2 separate regions of the Sus scrofa genome follow, and region 2 is linked to region 1. The links are chromatin contacts, called in public promoter capture Hi-C maps. All regions are on one chromosome and are shown on one strand. The core of a region is the stretch at or near the end of the contact, and the rest is flanking DNA. Distances in the headings are between cores, read along the strand shown.

The links. Promoter capture Hi-C pulls out the DNA fragments that hold promoters and counts their contacts.
Region 2: a contact with region 1 is called in a promoter capture Hi-C map of fetal liver, with 4 times the contacts expected there. The contact joins the promoter of ZNF639 here to the promoter of TBL1XR1 in region 1. A contact is called at or near these places in 1 of 5 promoter capture datasets (fetal liver) and 1 of 2 datasets of contacts at active chromatin or transcription factors (alveolar macrophages).

What each region holds. Positions count from the first base shown.
Region 1 is chr13:115,485,528-115,493,277 of Sscrofa11.1, forward strand. It overlaps TBL1XR1 (F-box-like/WD repeat-containing protein TBL1XR1), which reads right to left and starts at 2,701. Exons shown (of 16, transcript XM_021071196.1): 1 at 2,421-2,701. It overlaps LOC106505748 (a long non-coding RNA gene), which reads left to right and starts at 2,035. Exons shown (of 8, transcript XR_002338112.1): 1 at 2,035-2,142.
Region 2 is chr13:117,366,750-117,374,499 of Sscrofa11.1, forward strand. It overlaps ZNF639 (zinc finger protein 639), which reads left to right and starts at 3,793. Exons shown (of 7, transcript NM_001244656.1): 1 at 3,793-3,816; 2 at 3,881-3,963; 3 at 7,695-7,750. KCNMB3 (calcium-activated potassium channel subunit beta-3) reads right to left here and starts at 3,557. Exons shown (of 4, transcript XM_021069862.1): 1 at 2,531-3,557.

The DNA.
Region 1 (7,750 bases), core at 1,451-3,950:
GGCCCCCAGTACAGAGGAAGCAGTGATCTCTTGGTAGGAATGTATCACAGTAATCATGACAAATCTTAATTTGATATTGAGATGTTGAGAATACGTAAAAGTTATTAAATATTTAACACTTCTTTGAAGCAACCAATTAAAAAATACAACCTTCAAAAGGGGCCATTCCATTTACCAAGGGTGTCTCCCATATTAATAACCAAAGTTGATATATGCTGGAAGAAAAATCATAAACTGGTGATGAGCTATGAAACAATTTTTATGCCATTAGTAAGTCCCTTAATTAAGTTCCTTAACAATAAAAAAAAAAAAAAACTTTTTTCAATGTGCATACTATTTTCATCCCCCACACAGCTTAGTATTTTGTCCTCTAGGTCTGATTTTAACTACTCAAATGGCAAAAAATAGTAATTATCTATGTATGGACTTAATGGTTATGATTACATATATCACACAGTACATGACAGCAGAAATGGACAAAACATCATATTCCAAAGAAGCAGAAAAACCTGATTTAAGAGCAAAAAGTATAAACAGGAATCACGAGCCTAACCACTCTCAGGCCTATTCTCCTTCTGCTGCCCCTCCTCCACAGGTAAATGCTAACTATTTCTAGAACGTGCTCAATGATAATTTCCGAAACTTGCTTGCCATGAACTCCCACGATACAACCCTACACACTGTTTTCATGGAGACAAAGCTGCCCTATTTCCCTAGACTATAAACTTGTTATAAATGGTGAGAACATACAGTCCCAGTAAGTCAAGATTACAAAAATACACCAAGCAACATGGATCTTATTTAACAAAAATGAAAATAAACCACATTGGGAAAACAAAAAAGTCACCCATTGTACTTCCAATGTGTAACCAAGATATATATTACAATTTCTTTAGGTAAGTAAATGAAAACACCACCAGGGCCTTATATCCGATAAAGGAGTCTTTAAGAAAAACGGGGGAAGGGGGGGTGATTATATGGGGGAGGGGAAATCAAACCATTCCGACTAAAAATAACCCATCATTTCACCCACCATATTTTATTAACAAGCTTGTTTAGATTAGCATAAGGGTCTTGTTTGGAAAACAAGAAAGCCAATAGTCAACTTCCCTCAGTCAACTGTAAAATCACATATGTACTAAAACTCTTCACCTTGGTGCCTGCACAGTACACGGTTTTAAGTAAACTCCGGACACTGAGAAAGAGCAAGTTTTAAACTAGGTTCCAACACTTTTGTAAATTTTAATCACCAAATTATTTTCGACAATGTTATTAGATAACCTAAAAACGGGAGGGTTTTTTAAGAGCCATTACAACCAAAATTTCACGTGAAACACCATTTTCACAAACCTAAATTTATTCTCGGTTGCCACTGCAAAGTGATGCCTGTTTGAGCAAATTAGGAACTTCCAAAAATACTGAACACGTTAACACATGCATGGCTTCCCTTGAACTGCCATTTCAGATTAATATTTCACTTAAATAAAAGTCTGTTTCTGTTCAAAAAATGACATCGGTTGCAAAGAGGAAGTTACCAAGAAACCACCCTCACAACGTGGCCTTTACACTGTCAGAAAATAATGTGACTCTGAGCCACCCAAAACTTACCAGGAAGCTGGCAATAACTTTGCCAATTCTACACTTCTGAACCCAACTTCAAAGTGGCTCTATCAAATATCTTCTCCAGACGATAAAAAGCACTAAGTTACAAACAAACACGTCCAGGAGTGCGGCCCCGCCGCCGCGCGCCCCTCCCCCGCCCGCGCCCCCGCCCGGGACGCACGGCCCTAACAGCCACCCGCAGCCCCCCGCACGCCGGCCGGGGTCGCCGCGCCTGGGCCCGGGCCGCGCCGGGGGAGGGGAGCGGATTTCCATTGCTGCCTAAGGTTTAACAAAATAACACGCACAGTAGAGATCCCTCTCCCCTGCTAAAAATAGGCTATAAAGGAGTCGGCCTCATGATGGCTCCTTGATTCAATTTGCTGCACATTCCTTCCTGAAAGCCTCCCCCTATACAACACACACACACACACACACACACACACACACACACTCACACACAAAGGGGGTGTAAACGGATGAAGGGTGGAAGATGGGGAGAAGGCCGAGGTGCACATTTTCGGGGACAACAGCATAATAAGGGTGAGGATCCCCCGGGACCAGGAAAGGGTAGGGGGTGGGCAGGCACGTGAGCATTTCAAAGAAGCCTGAGAGAGCTAAAAGGGGGGATGGGGCACCCTAAATGCCTTTCCTTTCTCTCCCTCCCCCACCAAACCCCCAGCTCCCCGAAGGGCCAAGTTGAAAATGCACGTTCCACTTGAGCCCATCCCCCCGCCGGCCGGCGCCCCCGAACTACCTCCGCCCGCGCCCCCCGCCCCGGCCCGCAGCCCCCACCCCGGGGTCCGGCCCCCGGCGCTTACCTGGAAACGGTGGCCTCCGACGCGCTCCCCCCTCCCGGGAATGGAGGCACAAGGAAATTCCCCTCGTCGCCGCCGCCGCCGCCTCCAACCACCCCCAAAATAACCCCTCCGGGGGGTGAGAGGCAATTATAACCCCGGCAAGCGGAGGGCGCGGGGGATGGGCGCCGGGCGGGCGGGGGCGGGGAGCGCGGCGCGGGTCCCCAGGTGGCGAGCGGAGGTGCTCCCGCCGCGGGGGGAGGGGCGGGGGCGCACGCGGCCGGCGGCGGGGGGAGGCGGCGCGCGGGGGAAGGGCGCGAGCGGGGAGAGGAATTGAGGCAGAAGGTAAAAGCTGTTACTAAGGGAAAGAGCCAAACGGTTCGGAGCAGCCAACGGCTCAGACACTCAACACTGGGGAGAGAGGAATGGGGACCAGCCAGGCACAAATGAGCTCGCGAGGCCCGCGGCGGCGGCGGCGGCGGCGGCGGCGGCGGCCGCGCAGCAAAACAAACCCGAGCGGCCTGCGCCGGGCGGGCGCGCGGGGAGGGGCCGGCGGGGGAGGGGCGCCGCGGACGCGGGGAGGCGGTGGCGGCGCGGCTAGGGGGGCCTCTGCTGGCCCCGCTCCTCTCCCCGCCCGCCCGGGGCGGTGGCGCTGGGGGGGCTGGGCGGGTTCGGCGCAGCCTTTTAAAAAGAAAGAAAGACCCGCAGGCGCCCCGAGGCGCCACCGGGCCCGGACCGCCCCGCCCCCACCGCGGCGCGCGGCCGGGTGCGGAGAGGCCTGGGTGTTGGCCGCGCGGCTCAAGGCCCTGTGGGGGCGGGGATGCTCGCGCCGTCGCGAGGGGGGCATTGCTGGTAAACTTTCCTGGGTAGGCCGGCGTGGCCCCCGGGCACCCGGACGGCGCGGTGCGGCAGGTGGGCCATAACGCACGCAGGGAGCGTGTGCGGAGAGTACGGCGCAGGCATCATATGGACATGTGTTTGTGAGAAGATCTGCACGCACCTTTGTGTGCATAAATACATATGTTTCTCGGAAGCGTACCTGGAAAGGTGCTTTATCTGTAATAAGCGATTCTCAAAATGTAATCCAGAGCACAGGAACTGTACAGAAAACACGCACACAAGAAAAGGGTTTTGATACTAAACACAAAGCTGTAATTGAAGTGTTTATGCCCAAATGTACAGTGAATTAAACATATGGTGGTATTTATCGTCTGGTGGGTCTGTTTGAAAGGTTTGGTCGATCAATTCGCTTTTCACAAAAATAAAATAATGTAACTAAATGTTTACTAAATACATACTTCTAAGGCAGCATCGGCAGTACAAGTTTATCCACTTTGTGTACTTTTGCATGTGTGTAGCATATCAAGGCGGTTTATACAGTGTAACTTAGATGAGTGATGATGTGACAATATGAGAAAGGGAATGCAAGGGGTTATTTAAAAAAAGGGAAGCAAGCCACATTTTTTTTTTTAAACAAATGCGTTTATCTTTCTAAAGTCCTCAAAATCAGGGCTTGGGGTCTTCTAAGACCTTTGTATGAGCCTAGTGTATAACAAGCAGCTTACTCTTAAGATTAGGCCTAGAAGAAACCTTTTTATTGTTACTTTCGGTTATTCCTGTCTTTAAAGTAAAATAACATTTTCACAGCCTTTTTAGGTGAGGTGTTCTGTTTTCGTACTTTAATCACAATATTTGGAAATTGGTGTAGTCATTATTTTAAAGCAATAGTCTTTTTCTCTCAGTATCAGAGACCTAAATTTTCATACTTAAAAAAAAAGTTCATTCCAAGTAACTTTTACACATCTGGACTCTGGGTGGCCTAATAAGCTCAGTGATGAGACAGGTGTTTTTTTTTTGAGCAAAGTCAAAGGCTCCTGCCCCTGATGAGCCCTTTTTTTTTTTTTTTTTTTTTTTTTTTTTTTTTTTTTTTTTTTTTTTTTTTTTGATGAGCCCTTGAAAGAGGGTGGGGAGAAGCCAGAGGCCCTTTCAAGCCATGTATTGGGATGGTGGGGTGGCAAGGAAAATCATCAGAGGAAAGGGAGTGAGATTGGAAACCTCCTCCCAAGCACCAGAAAGAGAGTTCAAAGCATCTTGGTGGTTTGTCCTTAGAGCTGTTTTCATATTTGAAAGAGGGAATGTCAGATTAAACAATGTCACCTGATGGGAATTTAGATAACTGCAGGTTTCCAAAACACTGTTGAGTGTTCAGGGAAACAGCACAAAGAGGGTGAGTCTTACCTTTCAGTAAGATTCTAAAGCTCAGGCTTATTTACTGCAGAACTAGCACCTTTTCAAAGACTTTCCAGAACCAATAAAACATTGTATCTTCCTTCAATATATTTAAGCACTGATTAATTACATATGTAAGTCACTAAGCATAATCCTCTTCAATTAGTAAGCTATCTCAGTAAAACTAAGGTTCATTATCTGAGCCACACAATGAAACAAATGTATTGGCTTAGCTCATTTTTAAAGATTAACACTGTGTCACCATGGTGGGTCCTGTCCAGGCAGCAAACACTATAAAATCAAACCACTCATCCAGGGTGTGAGGATTTACCAACTACACTGATTCTTAATATGGTAATCTCCAAATCTGGGGCCCCAGACTTAGTTTCCCTCAAAATGACCTTATTCCTTCCCTTCCCAAAGGAGAGCCCATCCTCTCTCCAGTTCATAGGGCCCAGGGCTTCTAGTCTGAAATTCTTATACCCTACTCCATGCTGCCTTCTTTCATAACAGAAATTCCTAAATTGTTATTATCGCAATTATAATAATAATGCATGAATTTGTTTACCTCCTTGTAATTTATAAGGTATTTCTGTGCATAAATGACTTGATTTGCATATCATGATAAGAGTCATCAGGAGTTCCCATGGTGGCTCAGTGGTTAACGAATCCAACTAGGAACCATGAGCTTGCAGGTTCAATCCCTGGCCTTGCTCAGTGGGTTAAGGATCCAGCGTTGTGGTGAGCTGTGGTATAGATCGCAGATGTGGTTCTGGCGTAGGCTGGCTGCTACAGCTCCGATTGGACCCCTAGCCTGGGAACCTCCATTTGCCACGGGTGAGGCCCTAGAAAAGACAAAAAGACCAAAAAAAGAAAAAAAAAAAAGTCATCAAAAGTGGGCACCTGTGCCATAAACTTCTTCCAGTAAAGTACAGCAAAGGAGTTTTAAAGAAGGCCATATTTTGATCACTTCCATTTCTATATTCCAGAACCTATCCGACCTTGTGGCTTCAACATGAAATACTCAGATAAATGAGCTGCCATACAAAGGTCACATGTATCGTTACCCTACCCTCTAGTCATACAGTATACCAGATCAGAGGTCTCACCAAAATGCGAGCAATAGTTAGACACAAGAATGAGGTAAGGACAAAGAAGTAACTATTGTTACTAGTTTGTAGTACTTTGTCCTAATCTAAAAGCTGTCCTTATTCTTTGAATATAAAACATTTGAATATAAATGTTTCTAGAAAGGAGAAATTACTCTCTTACTGAAAAATTTTAAAGCAAAGAGGCACATCATTAAGAAATTTCTCTTCAACTTTCTAGCTAATTACTCAACAAAAACTTCATATCAGTAACTGTTAGCAGAATTTATATGTGTATTATAAAATGACTAAACAAATCTTAACTTGTTTTAAATATTTCAGCAATATTACACTTGGGGGTGTGGTATGGCAAGATAGCCTACACCTTTACAACTTTCATCATTCAGGAAATAGGACATTTTTAAATTAAGGTGGTTTAATTCCAGACCAACAGGATCTTATTACTGTATTTTTAAAGCCACCATGTTTTAAGATGTTTACATTAGCTGATCTATGTAATTAAAATATTCAAAACAAATGTAATAGCATGAAAAATATATTTTGATACCAAAAATATTATCCTGGCACCGTAACTCTTTTTTGTATTCTTACTCACCCAGGAATTCAGTGGCTTTATGTCTGCAGCATTTACCCCCAAGCATCTTGCTAGTACCCTGTGATATGTTTCTGTTTCATTTTGACTTAATTTGTGCAATTCTTTGTCTGTAGTTTTTCCAGCTATCAGTTTTTGCCATCCACACAGATGCACATCTTAGCCACACATCTCCAGAGCTCAGCACACAAGCTCCTTTTCTCCATCTGTGCTTAGCATGTGATGTGTGACCTTTCCTCATAAGTGTGAACCTTGCCACAGTTTTCCATGACTCTGTGACCTGATTTCATTACAACAATGAACTTTACTTGTGAGTCTTCATTTAAATTACAAAAGCAACACACAACCATCTTACAAGTATTATGCCTCTCAGATAATGAAAATAGCAGGTTGTATCCTGCCTTTGTGATTAGTCAGAATAGAAAACCAACCACACACAGAGCACATTGCTGTACCAATCACTTACTTATACTGATCAGCCATGTGCTTCCTCAGAGCAGTGTTCAAGGCTTCGCACTATGTTGATGATTTTGCTATTCATTCATTCAACAAACATTTATTGAAAGCTTAGTGTGCCAGGCACCATTCAAGAAGCTGTTTAAAGGAGTTCCCATCATGGCTCAGCAGTAATGAACCCAATTAGTACCCCTGAGGATGTGAGTTCAATCCCTGGCGCTCAGTGGATTAAGGATCCCACGTTGCCATGAGCAGCGGTAAGCTGTGATATAGGCCACAGACACAGCTTGGATCCCCTGCTGCTGTGGCTGTGATGTAGGCAGGCAGCTGCCCCTCTGATTGGACCCCTAGACTGGGAACTTCCATATGCCATGGATGTGGCCATAAAAAGACAAAAAGAAAAAAAAAAGAAGCTGTATACAGTAAACCAAATCAAGCCCCTACTCTCACAGAATCTACATTCCAGGTCAATCCTTAAATGTATTGTCCCTGGGGGTTGGGAGGGCAGATGGACTTTCAAAAAATATGTATGTATTAGGCTAAAGTTTGATTTCTGAAAAGAAGACAATATTTAAAAAAAAAAAAAAAAAGCCTTAAACAATGTAAAAGTTATTCTCTTACATGGCCATTCAAATTTGTAAGCATTCCAGAACTGATAAGGGATCAAGGACACAGATTGTTCTAGCAGCTCAATGCGTAACTTATACATGGTGGTCTAAGATGCTTTTCTAGCTCCTGCCATCACATTCAGGTTCCAGCCACTGGGCCAGAAAGGAGGTGAAATAGAGGACTTAGGTCTTCTCTTTCAGGACTTGAACTGGTAGTTTACTTAACACTTCCACTCATATTCAATTGGCCAGAATTTGGGCATATGACCATACCAAGCTGCTAGCAAGTCAGGTAAATGACAGGTGCCAAGCTTAAGTGAAATAAGGTGGGGAGAGTTTGGGCATGTATATTATTTTAAA
Region 2 (7,750 bases), core at 2,543-5,042, 1.9 Mb after region 1:
CAAATGGATACAACACTTGTCCTTCATTCCCAGATGCTATAAAGTCAATACTCTAGAAAATGAAAAGCACCACACACTGTAGAAGGTATCATTAACATTCTAATAAAGAAGCCTAAAGTCCATTTTTTATTCATTCATTGATTCATTCAAGGAAAAAATAAAGACTAATAGCAATTGAAAATTGAGCAGGAGTTCCAGTCATGGCTAAGTGGTTAACAAATCCGATTAGGAACCATGAGGTTGCGGGTTCAATCCCTGGCCTTGCTGAGTGGTTTAAGGATCCGGCGTTGCTGTGAGCTGTGGTGTGGGTCACAGACTCGGCTTGGATCCCGCGTTGCTGTGGCTGTGGCGTAGGCAGGCAGCTACAGCTCCAATTCGACCCCTAGTCTGGGAACCACCATATGCTGCGGGTGCGGCCCTAGAAAAAGGCAAAAAGACAAAAAAAAGAAAAAAGAAAAGAAAAGAAAATTGAGCACTGAGTGAAAGAGTTTTATAGCCAAGCAGAGTCTAGGTGGACACCCAAAGATGAGGTCGGGGAAAGGAGAAATGCGGGGAGTCTTTTAAAGCCAAAAGACTGTCTCTGTTTCATTCTGAGGAGGCAAAGTGTGTGAGTGGGTTGACTGGCTGGCTAGATATGAGCTTGCAGATTTTGCAAGCCCTGGACTGGCTGCTTGGAAGACCTCTGCTGCATAGGAAGCTCAGAATCATGGAATTCAGATGTCTCAGTTGGGGATGTGAGACTATGGCATGCAGCTGCTCCATGTCTGAGGCAGGACTATAGCCCAGTTAGGTCTACACTAGTGTCATCAAGCTAGGTGGCCAAGACAGAGTTTATCAATTCACTCAAGCTGAACCTCTAGATTCTTTACCTGTTCCATCCTCCTTAGACGAAGCTAGGTGCCTATCATGAGCTTCTGCATACTCTTTACTTACTTTATATGTGTTTAGTCATCACATTCCAGTGCTCTTTAATTGCCTATCTTCTCTACTGTACTGTAAGGACCAGAAAAACAAGCACCAGGTCCACCTTGCTCATACTATATCCCTAGCACCTAGTACAGTGCTGGACATAAGATAGACATGCAATGAATATTTTATTGAGGCCTATGCAAGACACTGTGCTAAGCAGGGAGTTGGAACAGACTAGAATAAAACCAGATTTCAATGTCTGTGTAAAGACAATATGATAAACAGGGGGTGGAGCCCAATTTTGTGAGAACATAATTTTATGCAAATTGAAGAGACCAATTTAGGAAAAATGAAATTATGAATACAAAATTAAGTACCTTATCTTAGGAGAGGTTCATGCAATTGAGGGGACTTGAAGCTTAAAGCTTAACTATCTATCTCCACAATAAACGCATCTTTGATAATAAGTAGACCAAGGCACTAAATACTGCAAAATCTCTGAAGAGTGATCAAGATCTATGCTAAGGAAAACCAAAGATTTCATAGAAGAGATAAAGTGTCAGCTTGATCTTAGGATAGAAACAAAGGAATGGGATTGCAGGTGTAAGAAATTATGCTGAAACACAGATGAGAAAGAGCCAGAGCTATCTGTAGAATGTGGAGAAGTATTGTACTGTTTGGCCAATATGAGGTCGGTGGGGAAAGCCTTAAGCTTGTGGTTCTTAAAACTGTGATCCTGAGCCAGCAACATCAGCATCACCTGAGAACTTGTTAGAAATACCGCTGCTCCAGTTCCACCCCAGACTTATCCAATGACAAACTCCGGAGATAGAGCACAGACCTTTATATTTTAACAATCACCTCTCAGTCAATCTGGTGCAGTTAAAGCTTGCAAATGAATGCCTTACGAGGTTATTTGAGCATCAGATGAAGCAATTTTATTCTCACAATTTTAATTTCAGGCTGTTATACAAGATGGAGAGAAATAAGAAAAAAGACTATGATAGAGAGAAAAAGTCATCTTATATCCCAAAACAAATTACAGATCAACTAAAAAGTAAAAGTAAAAAAATGCAACTAGATATTGGGTAGAATAAAAGATTATTTCGGCATAAGGCCAACAACAGAACCTGTAAAGGAAAAGATTAATAGACTTGATTGCACGACAATTTTAAATGTTTAAGCCATTAACAAAATTAAAAATTAGAAACAACAAACTGGAAAGAAATATATACAACATATATCTCAGATAAAACGCTAAAAACCTCATTTTTTAAATAAGGATAAACAGCCTGGGGAAAAAAAATGAGCAAAGGATATAAACTCAAAATTCACAAAAGAAATACAAATAGTCAAGAATGGAGTAAATATTCAAGTTCATAAAAAACAAGTGTTTTGACTTTTGGCAAATTATGCTCAGAAATTGAGACTGTCTTCGCCAGTAATTTATTTAACACAGGTTCACTTCAGGAGTTACAGTAATATTTCACTGGATAATGTCTCTTAAAAAGCCAAAAAAAACCAAAAAAAAAACCCTACTCCAAACCGGTGATAAATTACAATATTGTTTCAGATGGAGGAGAGGTGAAAGAAATAAAAGCTAAATTTAGTTGAGGTGTACCTTTTCTACTAGTTGGTTCTCAGAAGAGTCGGCTTAGCCAACCAAGAGCTGATGTCCAGCTGCCAGCACAAATCAAAAGTCCCATGCAGCCAGAGCACGACGGTAGTTAAACGAAGGCATTGGCGCTGGCAGGCAAAATGATCTCCTTCCCAAGATCCGCGCATGGTTTTCACCACTGCTGGCAAAGCCTTAAAAAATGGCTCCCTAACGCCCCCTTGTGGCTATCACCTCAGCAGATGAAGAGAGCCTGACTACCTCAGAGGAGGGAAGGATACACAAGGTTCTTTACAAATTCCACAAACTTGGCAATTCCGTGCCGGATATAAACTATACTAGGATTAAAAGATGCCTCTAAATCTCTTCGTCTTTGGTTCGGGCCATGCCAGCATTCGTAAATATTCGTTTATTTGGGCTGAGCACACACATGAAAGTTATGAGACAGTAAAAATTAAGTATCCCAAACTGGTCTCTTTCAAGTATGGCTTTATATCCTGGGAGATAGTTGAAGGGATCAGTGAGATCTATGATTATTTCGTTACGGTGGCTGCTTGGTTAATATGTGGTAGTCAGAAAAAGCACAGTGGATGAGCGGATAAAAAGACAGATTGACCTTGGGCACACAATAATGCCTATGGGCTTCATCATTCACTTAATTATCTGAACCGGTACAGAAGCTACAAAAATGAATAAAACCTAGTCTCTTACCCTCACAAACTCACTTTACCAATTGCGAATTGGAGCTAACCTCAACTCCTTGTCAAAAAAAATTAAACATGTGACCACACCCCGTTCACAAGTTTATTTATGCTTAATTTAATCCTCTCTACATCTGCTCCTAGAAACCCAAGGTCGGAAAAGGAGTTTAATCCAGTCCACTATAATTTCACATTCATTCCACCAAGATTTTTTGTCAGGGAATCCCGCTAAAGCCTAACAATGACTCTCTATCTTTTAAGAGTTTCACCCTCTAGTTCCGTGGACAGCTGCCCTTTTCGTCCCCAACAGGCGGCGGCCCCACGCATTGCCTAACCCGAGCAAGACCTTTCTCGCACGTCCCCTGGAGGAGCTGGGTGGGAAAAGGGCGGCTGGCGCGCTTAGCTTCTCCCACTTCTTCCGGAAGGGAGGGAGGGCTGGTGGCAAACTGGCCTAAGTTCCTTCGGCAGGGCGGCGGGGAGCAATTGTAGAGGGTGGAATCACTCGCCTGTTTCGGGAGGGGCGGTCCCTCGCCCAGAAGGGACGTGCAGAGGCGCGGAGGTGCCTGCAGGGGGCGCGGGCCGCCGGGCCACCCCTGGGGCTGGAGGCCGGTGGTCCCTCCCAGGCCGGTTATGTACTGCAGCCACGCCGCCGGATCCCCGGCCCTGACTCTCACCTAGTCACCTCCCCTCCCTCTCTGCGGACCTGGGAGGTGTGCGGCGCAGGCGCGGAGCGAGGCGGTGAGTGCGGCCTCTGAGCTAGGCCCGGGGCCTAGCGGGCTGGGCGTAGGGCGCGCGGGGAGGGAGTGGGGCCAGCCCCGCTGAGCGCCCGGGAGCGCGAGGGCCGGAGCGGCGCTGCCCGCGGGCAGGGCCGCGCGGCCTCTCCGCCCGCCCTCGGGCGCCTGGGCTGCCGCCGCCTCGGAGCTGCGCCTGGGATGGCTAGGCGGGCCTAGGGCACTGGTGAGTGTGAGGGCGGAGCGGGCCGATCGGGTGCAGCTTCCTGCGGGAGAGAGCAGGGAAGACCGGATGGCGTCTTTTAAACTGAAATCCTGCTTTCGTTTTCTGGCGGGATGGCGCTCCCCTCCCCCATTCCGAAGGCAGTTCCACCCCCTGCGAAGACTGCCTCTGCCCCCCGCGGCTTTTTTCTGAACGCTGACTTTGGGGTCGGGGCTTGGGAAGCCCCGCTAGTCGCCGGGCTGCGGTGGGGCGGGTGCGTGGCGCGGAGATGGAGACGGCTGCGTCCCGGTGGTTCTTGCGCGGCCCCTCCGGGCGTCTGGCCCCAAACGCCACGCTGGCCCTCAGGCCTTGCTGGGTGGCATCTTGACCCTCCGGCGGCGCATCCTGTGCACGCACGGAGAACCGCAACCTTCAGGCGAAGGTCCCGGCTCTACGTCTCCAGCCAGTAGTCTAAGCCACTTGTTAGGGTGCCTATAACCCCTTTTGGTTTTGTTTTTCAGTACAACCTAGGGACACGAGTTATTTGAAGCAGGTTATTTCTTAGCAAAGAGAAAAGCAAGAACGGACACTAAGTTGGATATATAGCGGGCACTAGTTCAAGTTTTCCTGTCGCATTTTTTTTATTTTCATTTCTTTTAAAAATCTGGAAAATATATGCTTGTTTCAAAATGAGGGTAGAAAAGAACATGCTTTTAAAACTCTTTAGGGTAAATCTGTAGGGTTTTTTTTTTATTGTAAATGCTTGTCTTATGTTTATACCAAATAGGAAGAGAATATTTACATTGCACGAAAGGCTTCAGAAAGGTTGAACTATTTAAGTGGTGACTGCCTGTTATCTGTAGTGTGTTTTGTATGCAGACGTTCTTATTGTTGAAAAAAAATGACAGATGGAAAGATGCTGACAAGTGTTTTGTAAGTTACTTTTTAAAAAAATGAATGTTTTGGATGGCATGGTCTCCTTTTGTAAATGTAAAATATATATGAATACTGTAACATGAGAAAATGTCTTGACATCTACACAAAGTGTTAACAGTGGTTTTTCTGGATGAATACATCCTAAGGATTTGATTAATTTTACTTCAGTGACATATATTACACCTGTTGTTTTGAAGTGAGTAAGGTGGGACTTGAATGAAAAGTATATTCAGAATCTTCCCAATGAAAGAAGGAGAAGTGAGCAAATGTTTACATGACATCTTAAGTGAAAAGCCAAACTTCTTTATCTGGGCAGTCATACATATCAAAGGCACCTAAACACATTTGCTGAGATGAAGGATTTTTGGTTTTGAGCAAGCATTTTACCATCTGGCTTAAAGGAGGTCAGCCGGAAATAGGAGTCAAACATTTCGTGATCATGGTGATCCTATTCCTTTCACCTGACAGTCTGAATCCATACCAACTTGCAACATTAATTTTAATGCCATTCTTGGTTTCCTTTTCTTGCTTTTTTGAAAGAGTTTGAAGTGTTTCGCATGCTTGGCTGACAGTTTTCAGTGTTCTCTCTGATGCTTGTAGAATATTTAGAACATGAAGTATAAAGCTTTTTAAATTCTGGAAGTGTGCAAAAGAGGCATTAGGAATAAGTCTTGAGATTTTGATTTATTGCATAAATTTGAAAACAGCTTTATTTTTTGATTTTTTTAAAATGCAGTTAATGGGAGTGGGCTCAAGAAATGCTGTTTGTGTTGTTAGGTGAGGCATTATATATAAATTGATACCATTTCTGTAAATATCATGGTTGTCAGCTTCTTTGGGTGATTCCATTCTCCTCCTCCCAGTTGGTGGCTGTGTAAGAACTGTAAGCAGGACGTGACTTGCTAGGAGCAGTGATTAGCAAAGAAGATGTACGCAGTTAGTTGTTCAAAACCTGGGAGTCAGAAGACTTGTTTTTTCATTGCTGGTTCTGCTACTTAGTTGACTTGACTTTCACTGAGTTTGTTTCCTTATCAGCAAAATTGGGGTAGGTTTGATAGTAGCCCTTCTTCATAGGATTGTTGTGAAGATCACATAAGGATGAGTTCCCATTATGGCTCAGCAGTAACAAACCCAACTAGTGTCCACAAAGATGCAAGTTCGATTCCTGGCCCCGTTCAGTGGGTTAAGGATTCAGGTTCACAGATTCGCCGTAAGCTGGGGTGTAGGTCACAGACGTGGCCTGGATCTGGTGTGCCTGTGGCTGTTGCATAAGCTGGCAGCTGCAGCTCTGATTCGACCCCTAGCCTGAGAACTTCCATATTCCTTGGGCGCACCCCTAAAAAAAAGATCAAATAAGGAAAATGCACAATAAACTCAACAGCACTCTTAAGTGTATGAGCATATCACGTGTAGTGCTGACATACCTAGAATTTAGTGAAGCAGCAAAAATAGTATGTGTACCTCAGGTTCCTTTCCACTAGAAATGAGATGATCTTGGTTTTAGTAATGATGCCAAGTTGTACCTGCTATGTACATATTTCACCTTAGTGATAAGAAAAGCAGCTTATAAACCTGGTAGAGAAAACTTCACAATGCATTTCTTTTTCTGATGTTCCTTACTTTCCCATTGCTGCTGTGGAAAGAGCATTAATCTGAAACGGAGGTGGTGTCTGATTCTGACACCTATCTGTAACTTGATCACTTTATCTCCCTATTTATTTCCACAACTAAAATAAAGGGATTGAAAGCATGGACCTCAAAGTTGGTTAGGTCTTTATTCAAATCCCAATTCTGTCACTTATTAAGTATTCCCCTGATGTAAGTTTAGTCTTCAGTTTCCTCATTGGGTAACAAAGGGTATATAATAGCAATTTTGAGAGAGAGTTGTGGATTTTGCAAATTACAGGATTAAATAAAGTATATACACAGCATGGTACCTAATTGTGCTCAATACATGATTGTTATTATTCTGTTAAATAATCTATGAGGATTTAAACAGTTTAAAGCCTGTAATTTGTTTTTGGGTTGGGGGGTTGTTTTTGTTTTGTCTTTTGTCTTTTTAGGGCCACACCTGAGGCATATGGCAGTCCCCAGGCTAGGGGTGGAATTGGAGCTATAGTCGCTGGCCTACAGCTGGTATCCGAGCTTCGTCTGCGACCTACACTACAGTTCACGGCAACGCCAGATCCTTAACCCACTGAGCAAGGCCAGGGATCTAACCTGCATCCTCACGGGTACTAGTCAGGTTCATTAATTGCTGAGCCACGACAGGAACTCCTAAAGTCTGTAATTTGGTGTTTGCTTTCATTATGTTAGCTTTCATTTTGGCTGAATAAATTAATAAGATATATATTGCTATTTTGGTGTTAAGATTCAGCTAGAGCTTTAGAAGGTAAATTCATTTCAAAGAAATGTGATACGTATTACATATATTACAGTAACATTTATCAGTATATATGTTTTAGTAATTAATACAGTATGTTCAAAAGAATATTGTACAACTTTCTAGTTGACTAAGATCTGGTACCATTGTACTCTGGAATCTCAGAAATGAACTGCATTTTTGCTTAAATGACTTCTGTCATGTTTTTTTTCTACAGGCATTTTTTTACCATCTGTGAAAACCTCTCTGTAATTCATTTTTCCTCACTCCAGT